2 separate regions of the Danio rerio genome follow, and region 2 is linked to region 1. Evidence: chromatin contacts called from public HiChIP or PLAC-seq data. All regions are on one chromosome and are shown on one strand. The core of a region is the stretch at or near the end of the contact, and the rest is flanking DNA. Distances in the headings are between cores, read along the strand shown.

Region 1 (5,108 bases), core at 942-3,441:
GTTCAAGACCTATTGGAGTTTCTTTGTTCTGTTGAAAACAAAAGAACATTGAAGAGTGTTGCACCTGTAACCACTGACTTCCATTTACTCTCAGAAAACTCTCACTGTCACTAGGGCAGTACCATTTTATGGAACAGAATTGTACCTTACGACAAAAAAACAAATGTGTACCATTGCAGTTTGTACCTTTAAGGACATGATTTGTGCCATGGGAAACCAAAATGTACCTTTGGTTTTTTTTTTAAACCTGCATATACGATGTTGTACTTTCATCAATGGTACAAATCTGATCCATGAAGGTACCACTACAGTGACAAGACACTTTGCACTTTAACTGTGTCAAATGTGTTCCTTTGCTTTATCCAAAATGCGTCAATTTATTTTCAGTAAATATAAAACATCAAATACATAATGTTTTTAAAAACGTTTATTTTTGTGTAAATGCACCTTTTCATTTACAATAATACAAGAATAAAAAATACTCTTATCTAATCTATTTAATCAAAAGATGCATTTTTGCTAAACATTTCTCAGCACTTTTCACAAAATGTTACAGAAACACATTCTCCCATCTACAATATAAAACATTTTTTCTCTAATCTTCACACAATAGCTTTGTAATCATCTAAAAGTAATTTATTTACTTAAAAAAATGTAATCATGCAAAAGTATTGTAATTACTTTCACAATGCTAAAATGTCTGCATGAACACTTTGCATATGCAGGACTTTTGCTAGCTCGCGTGCGTATAGTGGAAAGCAAACGCCAAAAGGTGCAGATATCAATAATATAAATGTATTTATGAGAATGCTTAGCAAATGTTTGTTAAAAATGCCTTATTTTTAATTTACAATATCTATAGTTTTAAATTTTACCAGTTGTTTTGTTTAATAGGTCTTAGTAATTAATGTTTATGAGTTTCTTTAAATATGTTTTTAAATGATGATTAATGTTTTAGTATGGAAATTATTCATAAAATCACTTTCCCTTTCCAGTCATATTTGTTTTAATAAAGAAGGAGTTGTCCAACACTTTTGTACCTTTTTACTAAGAATATAACTATGTATCTTCATTTTAGCTGTACCATAAAAAGTAGTATGTATCATAAGTACACTCTCAGAAATAAAGGTACATGATCTGTCATGATCTGTCATTTATAGCTGAAAGGTCCATATTAATACCTCAAGGGTACATATTAGTACATAAAAAGTACAAAAGTGTTCCTCATAAAATGTTTGGGTACTAATATATAGTTTTTAGGTACCAATATGGACTCTTCAAGTACAAATACTTTTGAAAAAGTACCACCCCAGTGGCAGCTCGCGTACCTTTATTTCTGAGAGTGAAGTATCAAAAGAGGTACCATGTTAGGTACAACTTTTACAAAGGTACAAAATTGGTCCTTAAGGAACATTATTTGTACCACTGAGTACCTTTTTTCTGAGTTTAGTATATGTTTTTCCTACTATGGATGTCAATGGTTATAGGTTTCCAACATTCTTCAAAATATCTTCTTTTTTGTTCAACAGAACAAGAAAAACTCAATGGTGAGTTAATGGGGAGTAAATTATGACACCATTTACATTTTTGGGTGAACTGTTCCTTTAAGATCCCTAATTAAGACCCCACGATTGAGTTTGACTACTTGGCAATTAAATTAAAAGTGTATTTAAGTGAAATTACTGTTAAGAATTGATCCCTAAACCCTAAAAGTGCAACACAAAAAAAATATTCTGAATAATGATTTTCATGTAATGAAAGTCATTGAGGTGCAATTTTATTTTTATATGTTATTATTATTAGTATTTTCTTTTTAATCCCACTGAATTTCATTGCAAGAAGAAAATATGTTCAGAACACTTTCAAAATAAGTACAGGTATTATAGACATGAGCAAACAAGTTTTTTCTTGCTAAGTGATCCCTAGAAAAACTAAGAAAGCAATCACAAGTTACCACTTTTTTCACAACTTCCTCAGCCTCCAACACCAAACACATGCAAATGCTCCACTTTTTATATCTTCCACTGATCTCACTTAGAAATAGATCTCATTTAAGAATGGTAAAGCGTCTGTGTCTCACTTACCCCAGCACAGCGGCAGCAGCAGCAAACACACTGATATCATCACACAGCGCTCAGCTCGTCTTGCCATGTCGCTGTGTGTGTGTGCAGCTCCACGCTGAGCCCCTGAATGACTGCAGCGCATGACTGCGTGTGTGTGTGTGTGTGTGTGTAAACGGGAAAGCGAAGGGGTGGAGGAAGGAGAAACGGGGGGCGGGAACTGCCTCATTCATCTGTTAACTAGCACCACAATACTATAGTCAGTGTCTAGGGTGGATTAGGAGTGTAGCTGCTCTCATTCAGTAAAACAGCTTATTTTTAGCAGCGCTACATTTTAAGGCAGGCGAGAGATGAAAGGATTGGGATGTGGGTCGCAGAGCCTTTGGGAAGGTCATCCAGGCAGCTGGTTTCGTATCTGCTGTTTGTCAACTGATCTTTATTAGTGAAAAATTTGGATGCCTGTGGTGCAGTTAATGGTTCGGAAAGGATGCATCAGGATCAGTTAACAAAGGCATTTAATGTGTGTGTTTTTATTGGGCATTACTACACGATTTTTTGCATCATTGTTATTTGTTAATTTAATGCCAACAACCCCTAAATACAATAAAAATGCAATTTAAGGCTAAATTATTTGGCTAAATTAATGGCTAAATTATTTGGCTAAATTAAATTATCATATATAATAAATTATTGTACCTTTTTTTCTAATATTTCCAAAGTGATGTTTAACAGGGCGACTCGGTGGCTCAGTGGTAAGCACTGTCACCTCACAGCAAGAAGGTCACTGGTTGGAGTCCTGCATGGGTCAGTTGGTATTTCTGTGTGGAGTTTGCATGTTCTCCCTGTATTGACTTAGGTTTCCTCCGGATGCTCCGGTTTTCCCCACAGTCCAAACACATGCATTATAGGTGAATTGAATAAATTAAAATTGGCCATAGTGCATGACTGTGTGAATTCAATTAAATTCATCCTTGTTTCTATAGGGCTTTTACAATGTAGATTGTGTCAAAGCAGCTTGACATAGAAGTTTTAGTAAATTGAAACTTTGTCTGTCCAGTTCAGTTCAGTGTGGTTTAATTTTCACTGCTGAGAGTCCAAACACTGAAGAGCAGATCCATCGATGCGCAGCTCCACAAGTTCCAAACCAAGCAAGCCAGTGACAACAGCGGTGAGGAACAAACTTGACCAATTGACAAAAGTGTAGGAAAAAAACCTTGAGAGAAACCAGGCTCAGTTGGACACGACCATTTCTCCTCTGGCCTAACTTCTTGTGCAGAGCTCCCCCTACAGCCTGCACTCACATTGCATTTGCGCCTGAGCATGCTTACGTCATTGATGATGCACTGTTCAGTAAGCGCTTTCGCTCAGCACAGTGGACATTTCTTTAGTTATATTGTTTTAGTCGTTTGGGATGCAGTGACACAGTCAAATATTTCGCCGATCAGATCAGCCACTTTTGACTCTCATAAACAGTCATAAATTTCTCATGCTGCAGGAATTAGGAAGTTCACTAAAGGTGCAGCTATCATGCAGTGAGGAGTTTGCGTTTTTACTAATCAATGACAGTTTGAATTAATTGAACAGTAAGAATAATTAATAAATACATATGAAACAGTCCCTTAAAAGTCACGGCTCGTCTTCAGTTTCAGGCTCAGGCACGCTTTGCACTCACTCTTCAAGCGTACCGAGCCCAAGTCAACCTCACTGTGACACACCTCTTCCAACCGGGCCAGGGCAGGTCAAGTGAACCGCACCTGAGCCCAATTCAGAGCACTCACACTTCTCAGACGATCTGGGAAACGGGCCTGGGCACCGGATAGCATAGTGTAAGTGTGCTCTAGGTGCCAGAGGCTGAAATGAATGTGTATGCATGTTTCCCGGTATTGGGTTGCAGCTGGAAGGGTTGTTTAGAACATATGCTGGATAAATTGGCGGTTCATTCCGCTGTGGCGACCCCTGATGAATAAAGGAACTAAGCCGAAAGAAAATGAATGAATCAATAATGTTTAACAGCACAGAAAATATATAATAATAAGGATACAGTATTCTGATTATATTATTCTTCTGAAGCAAGTTTTATTTCTTTAAGTCTGGCTCAAGTTAAAAAGAAATTTTCAAAAGAAGTAAAACCTTCTCAATATTATTCTCCCCCTTAGGATTTTTTTTCTTGATTTGCTACAGAGCAAACCACTGTTGTTCAATGACCTAATTTAGCTAACTAGCCTGACTTTAAGCTGAATGCTATTTTGGATTTTTTTTTTTAAATATTACTGTCATCATGGCAAAGACCAAGGAGATTACTTGTTTTAAAAAGGTTAAAAAAAATTAAGTTGTTTTAAAATTGTTTAAAAATGGGCACTTCAGAAATATTATAATATAAATAAAAATTTCACAGAAGGTCTAATATTTTTGTCATCAATTGTATATTAATAAACATTTCTAAGTGCTGCTACAATTACAAATATATAAATAAAATTCAAAACAAAGCAAAGATTACTAAATTATTTTTAGGGGGTTTTCACCTTTAATTGGAAAGTATAGTGGAGGTTACAGACAGGAAAGCACTGGGAACAGAGAGAGGGAATGGTCGGTTGGCAAAGTACCTTCAGCCAGAAATTAAACTCGGGTCGCTGTGAGCACCATGGTGCTATATGTCAGTGCACCTAACCACTTTGCTGTTGGCACTGACAAAATTACTGAAGTATGTTTTTAGGCTTTATTTTGGTGTCTGCGTCAAATTAAATTAACAAAAGTGGTTTTAAAAACATAGAAAATGCAGTGAAGTGTACTTTAATGTTTAAAAATAACTTGCGTGGAGGAAATCCAGCCTGATCTCACGAGAAAACGTAAGTATTTTATGTTTTGCCAGTTTAGTGGCTAATTCATACGAATTCGTACGATTTCAGTCGTACGAAATGATACGATTTTAAAAAGGAGGCGTGGCACCTAACCCCACCCCTAACCCCAACCGTCATTGGGGGAAAAGCAAATTGTACTAAATTGTACGAATTAGATCGTACGAACTCATACAAATTAGCCACTAAATGA
Region 2 (5,108 bases), core at 1,216-3,715, 37 kb after region 1:
AACAAAATAATATAGTGGTTTTGAACCATACTATAGTAAAGTATTTACTACAGTTTATTAGCTGACTAGTTACAACTCCAGTATGCTGAAGCATTCATTAACAAAGTATTATATATATATATAAATATAAATATAAATATAAATATATATATTATATATATATATATATATATATATATATATATATATATATATATATATATATAGTGTAATACACTTTACTACAGTATGGTTCAAAGACACCACAGCATTTACTATAAATTGCTAAAGTATATTTTCATGTATTATGCTGTTAAAAATATTATAAAAGCCATCAATATTTACCCATTAAAACCAGCCTATTTTAATGGTTTCTATAGTGAGTGTTGGGAAATATTTGTGGTGTTAACCAATATTCGTTTTTTCTTTATTTTTTTTCAGCATGTAGACTCTTGATAAAACAATTGTTTCTGTCCAAAATAATGTAAATATTAGTATCAAACCTGCACATACTTAAATTACCAGATGACATAGATATAAATAGTGTTACTTAAGTGTTTGTTTTGTTTTCTTTCTTTTTTGTGCACTATTTTCTGCATCTCTCTTTAACATTTCCTGTTTCCTGTCTGTTGTTTGTCTGTGATCTTCAACCCAACATTTGATGACATCCTCTCATGAGTTTTCTATCAGTTTTGCAAAGCTTCAAAAATAAGCAGAATAAATAAAACACAGTAAAAACACATTAAATTATATCAAATAAATTTAGACAGACAGACAGACAGACAGACAGACAGACAGACAGACAGACAGACAGACAGACAGACAGACAGATAGATAGATAGATAGATAGATAGATAGATAGATAGATAGATAGATAGATAGATAGATAGGTAGATAGAGGCCGACAGAACTTTACATAAATTAAATGTGAACAAAAAATACTCAACAATTATAAAAATTAAAAGAATTTAATAGAAATTACTATTCAAATCAATGTGTTTATTAAAGTAAAATTATTAAAAATGACTAAAATAAACATAATTAATAAATGCAGTACTATAATAAGTAAAGAAAACGTAATATAATATAAATTTTGTTTCATTTTTGATATGAAATTACTTATTAAAATATAAACTGAACAAATGTGAGAATTATATGCATTTCATTAAACTGCAAATAAATGTGAATTAAATGTGAATAAAAGAAATCAAAAATAATTTTATAAATGCCATCAAATGAGTAAAAATATATAATTAATTAATCATAATAATTGATTTTAATAATATGTAATTTTTACAGTATAAACTGGGTCTTTTTAGGGGGATAGTGTGTGTGAGAGAGAGTGACTCTGTCTTTCTTTAACAATTTAGGATGCGGGTAATTGGCACCTAAAAGGTTAAAAATATCTAAAATAGGCTGTTGACTACAATAAAGACAATAATAATGGTAAAATTATGATAATAAAGGGTAAAAAACATATCTGATCTGTACTTTTAAAAAGTAATTGTAAAAGAAAAGATTGATATATGATACACAATCAAACAAAGAGTCTGCCCTAATGACTGTTTCATACAGAAAAGATTATTCACTTCTTCTCTGGCAGCCCAGATAAATCAGCTTAGCAGATCTGTTGTGGTGTCCATTGCGGTTCAGGGTCAGTGTGCCACGCAGCCCTAGTGGTCACCTTGGTGTACTGCACTAATGCACAGCGCTCAAAGCCTTCATTTTACATTTCCGTGGGGATACTTGTTTTTTATGCTGTTTTAAAATGAATGAAGACATTTTTAGGGAAAAAAATATGAAGGTTGTTTATTAATATATAATAACAAGTGAATATCCTGCTGGTGCTCAATGACTAAAATAGGCCTTTGTGAGTGAAGCGATCAGCAGCAGCACATTATGGGACAGATGGCGAGCAGACTTTAAGCCACCATGACTGTCTGGGTTTATGGTCAGCCATTTTGTATAGAACAAATGATTGTAGAGAACATACTCAATGTTTAAGACTCTTTTGACCTCACAGAACACATTTTACACGTGTTTTAAGGTGAAAATAACATAAATTATATTTTAAGATGTAAAAATGTTTTATTTTTGACTCTTAAGCATTGGCGTTCACTTTAGATTCTTCAGAATACACCATCTATCCCTGGTCTATAAATTAATTTCGACTTATTGGAGTATTAAAGGACACGGACTTCGCTTCAGGGCGCCAATGAGAACAAAGAATAGGCGGATTTACAGTTTGAAAGCTTCATACTGACGTTCTGGACGACCCGTCGAAAATCTACTGCGCGCGTATTTCCAGCCAATCGCGTCAGGCTATAAAGACCGATTATGTTGATAAGCGTGATCTGTTTGAGTGACAGGCACGTTCTCCAATCACGCGTTGACAAATAGCGATCATCCAATCGAAACGCGAAGTAGGCGGGATCTCAAAAAGGGGGTTGGGTGCGAGGTATCATGGAGGATCAGTTGGAGAACGGCAGCCATTGAAGATAGCCGAGCCGTTGGTCCGCGCTCCGGAGTTTCTGACAAATTTATTTTCTTTACGCGATCCCAGCGCAGCAATAACCAACCAAATGGAGATGAAGAAGAGGATTAGCTTAGAGCTGAGGAACAGAACTCCAGCAGAGGTGAGCGCTTTAACTATTTATTTTGTTCACAGAAACGCGAAATGATGTTAGTTCGCAACCTGTCTGTCTATCTATCCTGCACGCTCGGAATAGTCAGTGGAGTCCGCTGAATGGCAGCGCGGCTTGGAGACCACATGGGCGCCTTAACGGGATGCCAATTTGGATTTTTGGAGACTGCATATTTGGATATACACAAACAAGTAGTCGATATAATCGTAATTTTAAGCGCGTTAAACTCTTGGTGAATCTTTTGTGAACTCCTCACACGATCTCTTCGCCATTACATTAGACTTGTCGATGTGGGCGTCCCAACAAGCACCTCAAAATAACACACTTCGATATTAAGTATTTTTATCGGTCGCAAATATGTTTATTACTCAACAAGTGTCGTCTAATTTGCTTACGATGTTATTACAATGCCCCGATACGATATTGTTCCCGCTTCCAGCAGGAAACGGTAACAATTAAAGTAAAACTGTTGTGTATTGTTATATAATTCCTACCCCAGTCTTCCTTACATGCAAAACATCACGCGAATAAATCTCCTATCTCTTCATATAAAAAGTTTATTATACGCTAGCTTCACAGATGCGCTCCCTACTATATGGCTTTTCTAATCTAGTAACGTACGTTAAAAAACGAGCAGTTTCGTCTTCCATAGGCGGACATCTTACTCTCTCCGGCTCCTCAACATTAGGCATTCACTCGCCTCCGTTCTTCATCTTAAGACCCTCTAAAATGTTCAGGGTTTGAGAGCACAAGCACATATGGAGCGAATGTCAGGTCAAACTGTATTATGAAGCGTTCATGGCTTCTGCAGCGCCTCGCGGTGTGTGTGGTGAGGATGTGTGTGTGTTTCTGCTCGACTCCGTGTTGACGGGCGGGGAGTGGAAGTCATTTTGTTGCATCAATAGTTGAGACGCAGATGACGATGTTTTGAAGCTTTGACTCTGTTATTATTAATAAAAGTTCAGTGGTTTGATTCACTACGCTTACGTGGTGTGGAGAAACGAATAATTGGCGCATAAGAGCCAGAAATAGTCGCTGCGGTTTAAAAAAAAACTAGTTGCCATTTTCTTACGCGGTTACGTTAATGGCGTAATTATGTAACCGTCTGCAAAATTATTTATTCCCGACGTTAAACTATGCATTGGGCTTTAGGAAGCTGTTTAGGATGTCAGTCGCCGTTTTAATTGAAGGAATGTGGCAGATGGTGAAGGGCGAGCCCCCCTTCCTCCTCTCCGATTTTAGTAGATTATTGTAGGCTTGCCTGAACCGAAGTATTGAAGCACGCTTCTTTTGAATGGGGTAATGATGGATGGGATCTTTTACACGAGCTTGAGTTGATACTCTGTCTGACATGACATGGTGGACGTGCATAAGCGATACGTGGCTTTTAACTTGGGTGTATCTTGCGCCACCGGTTTAAAAAATCTTGCGCGCGCTGTGTGAACATCTTGTGAAGAGCTGGCTGTAAATTCACACACACCAAATCCTGTGAGATGAGGTGGGGGAGGCATTACCAGGGCTACATTACACACACATCACGTGCTCAAAATGTAGGTATCTTTCCACAAGGGCAACAAGTTATTGAATATTTAAATTTTAGGGCTGCAGTGCATGACAGTGAGCGCGCGCGTGCACGTTTCTGTTTGTTTTTAATGGGAGAATCAGCACGTCTTTCCTCAAAGCTTTTAAGTGCACATCTGTTTATTTGTTGAATACATTTTTTTTGTATATATAGAAAAGTTTCAAACTTGTCAGATAAACAAATATCTATGTTAAAGGAATTGTCTATATTATAATTTAAATCCCATTTAAATTAAATCATTCCTGTTAAATACATTAATTACTTACATTAAAATGTAAAAGTGTAAATACATTAGAAAATATGTGTGTATTGTTTGTTTCAATAATTGGAATTAAAAACAGGCTCAACCAATGGTGGGAGACGGGGGCGGGGCTATCCAATGATAAATAGCATACAGCAGCTCTACAGAAACAGGAAGGATTCATACTTTGTGTAGTGCAAAATAAAAAAAAAAAAACATTTATATTCCAACCCATATTCAGTTATTTTTTTGCTGTCTCTAAATGTTCCATCTCCGTTAATTTTGTTTATGCTATATATTTTCCAATGTTTTTGAACTTTTTGGGAAAAGAAATGTATTTCAATTTTATTACTATTAATAAATGGGATTTCATTTACATGGGTCATAAATTAATTATAGACAATTCCCTTAACATGTATGGCTGTTTATCTGACACACACACATATATATATATATATATATATATATATATATATATATATATATATATATATTATGTTAGGGAAAAATATTAAACAAAAATAAATTTAAAATAGAGCAAAATTCAAGAAAAACTGAATTTATAAAATATAATAAATAATTTTGTTTTGCAATGTTTCACATGAATTTAAATGTTTTTTTTTTTATATATAAATATACCTATTTAAAAAATCTATTTTGT

What was found. HiChIP or PLAC-seq counts read pairs in DNA pulled down with a chosen protein or histone mark.
Region 2: an H3K4me3 HiChIP or PLAC-seq map of gastrula embryo shows a contact between it and region 1, with 2.1 times the contacts expected there. The contact joins the promoter of anp32e here to the promoter of si:ch211-191i18.2 in region 1. A contact is called at or near these places in 1 of 18 Hi-C or Micro-C datasets (hematopoietic stem cells) and 3 of 4 datasets of contacts at active chromatin or transcription factors (caudal fin, embryo and gastrula embryo).

Annotation. Positions count from the first base shown.
Region 1 is chr19:45,125,824-45,130,931 of GRCz12tu, forward strand. It overlaps si:ch211-191i18.2, which reads right to left and starts at 2,192. Exons shown (of 6, transcript NM_001045041.2): 1 at 2,085-2,192. The coding sequence starts at 2,151.
Region 2 is chr19:45,162,670-45,167,777 of GRCz12tu, forward strand. anp32e (acidic (leucine-rich) nuclear phosphoprotein 32 family, member E) reads left to right here and starts at 2,466. Exons shown (of 7, transcript NM_213277.1): 1 at 2,466-2,615. The coding sequence starts at 2,562.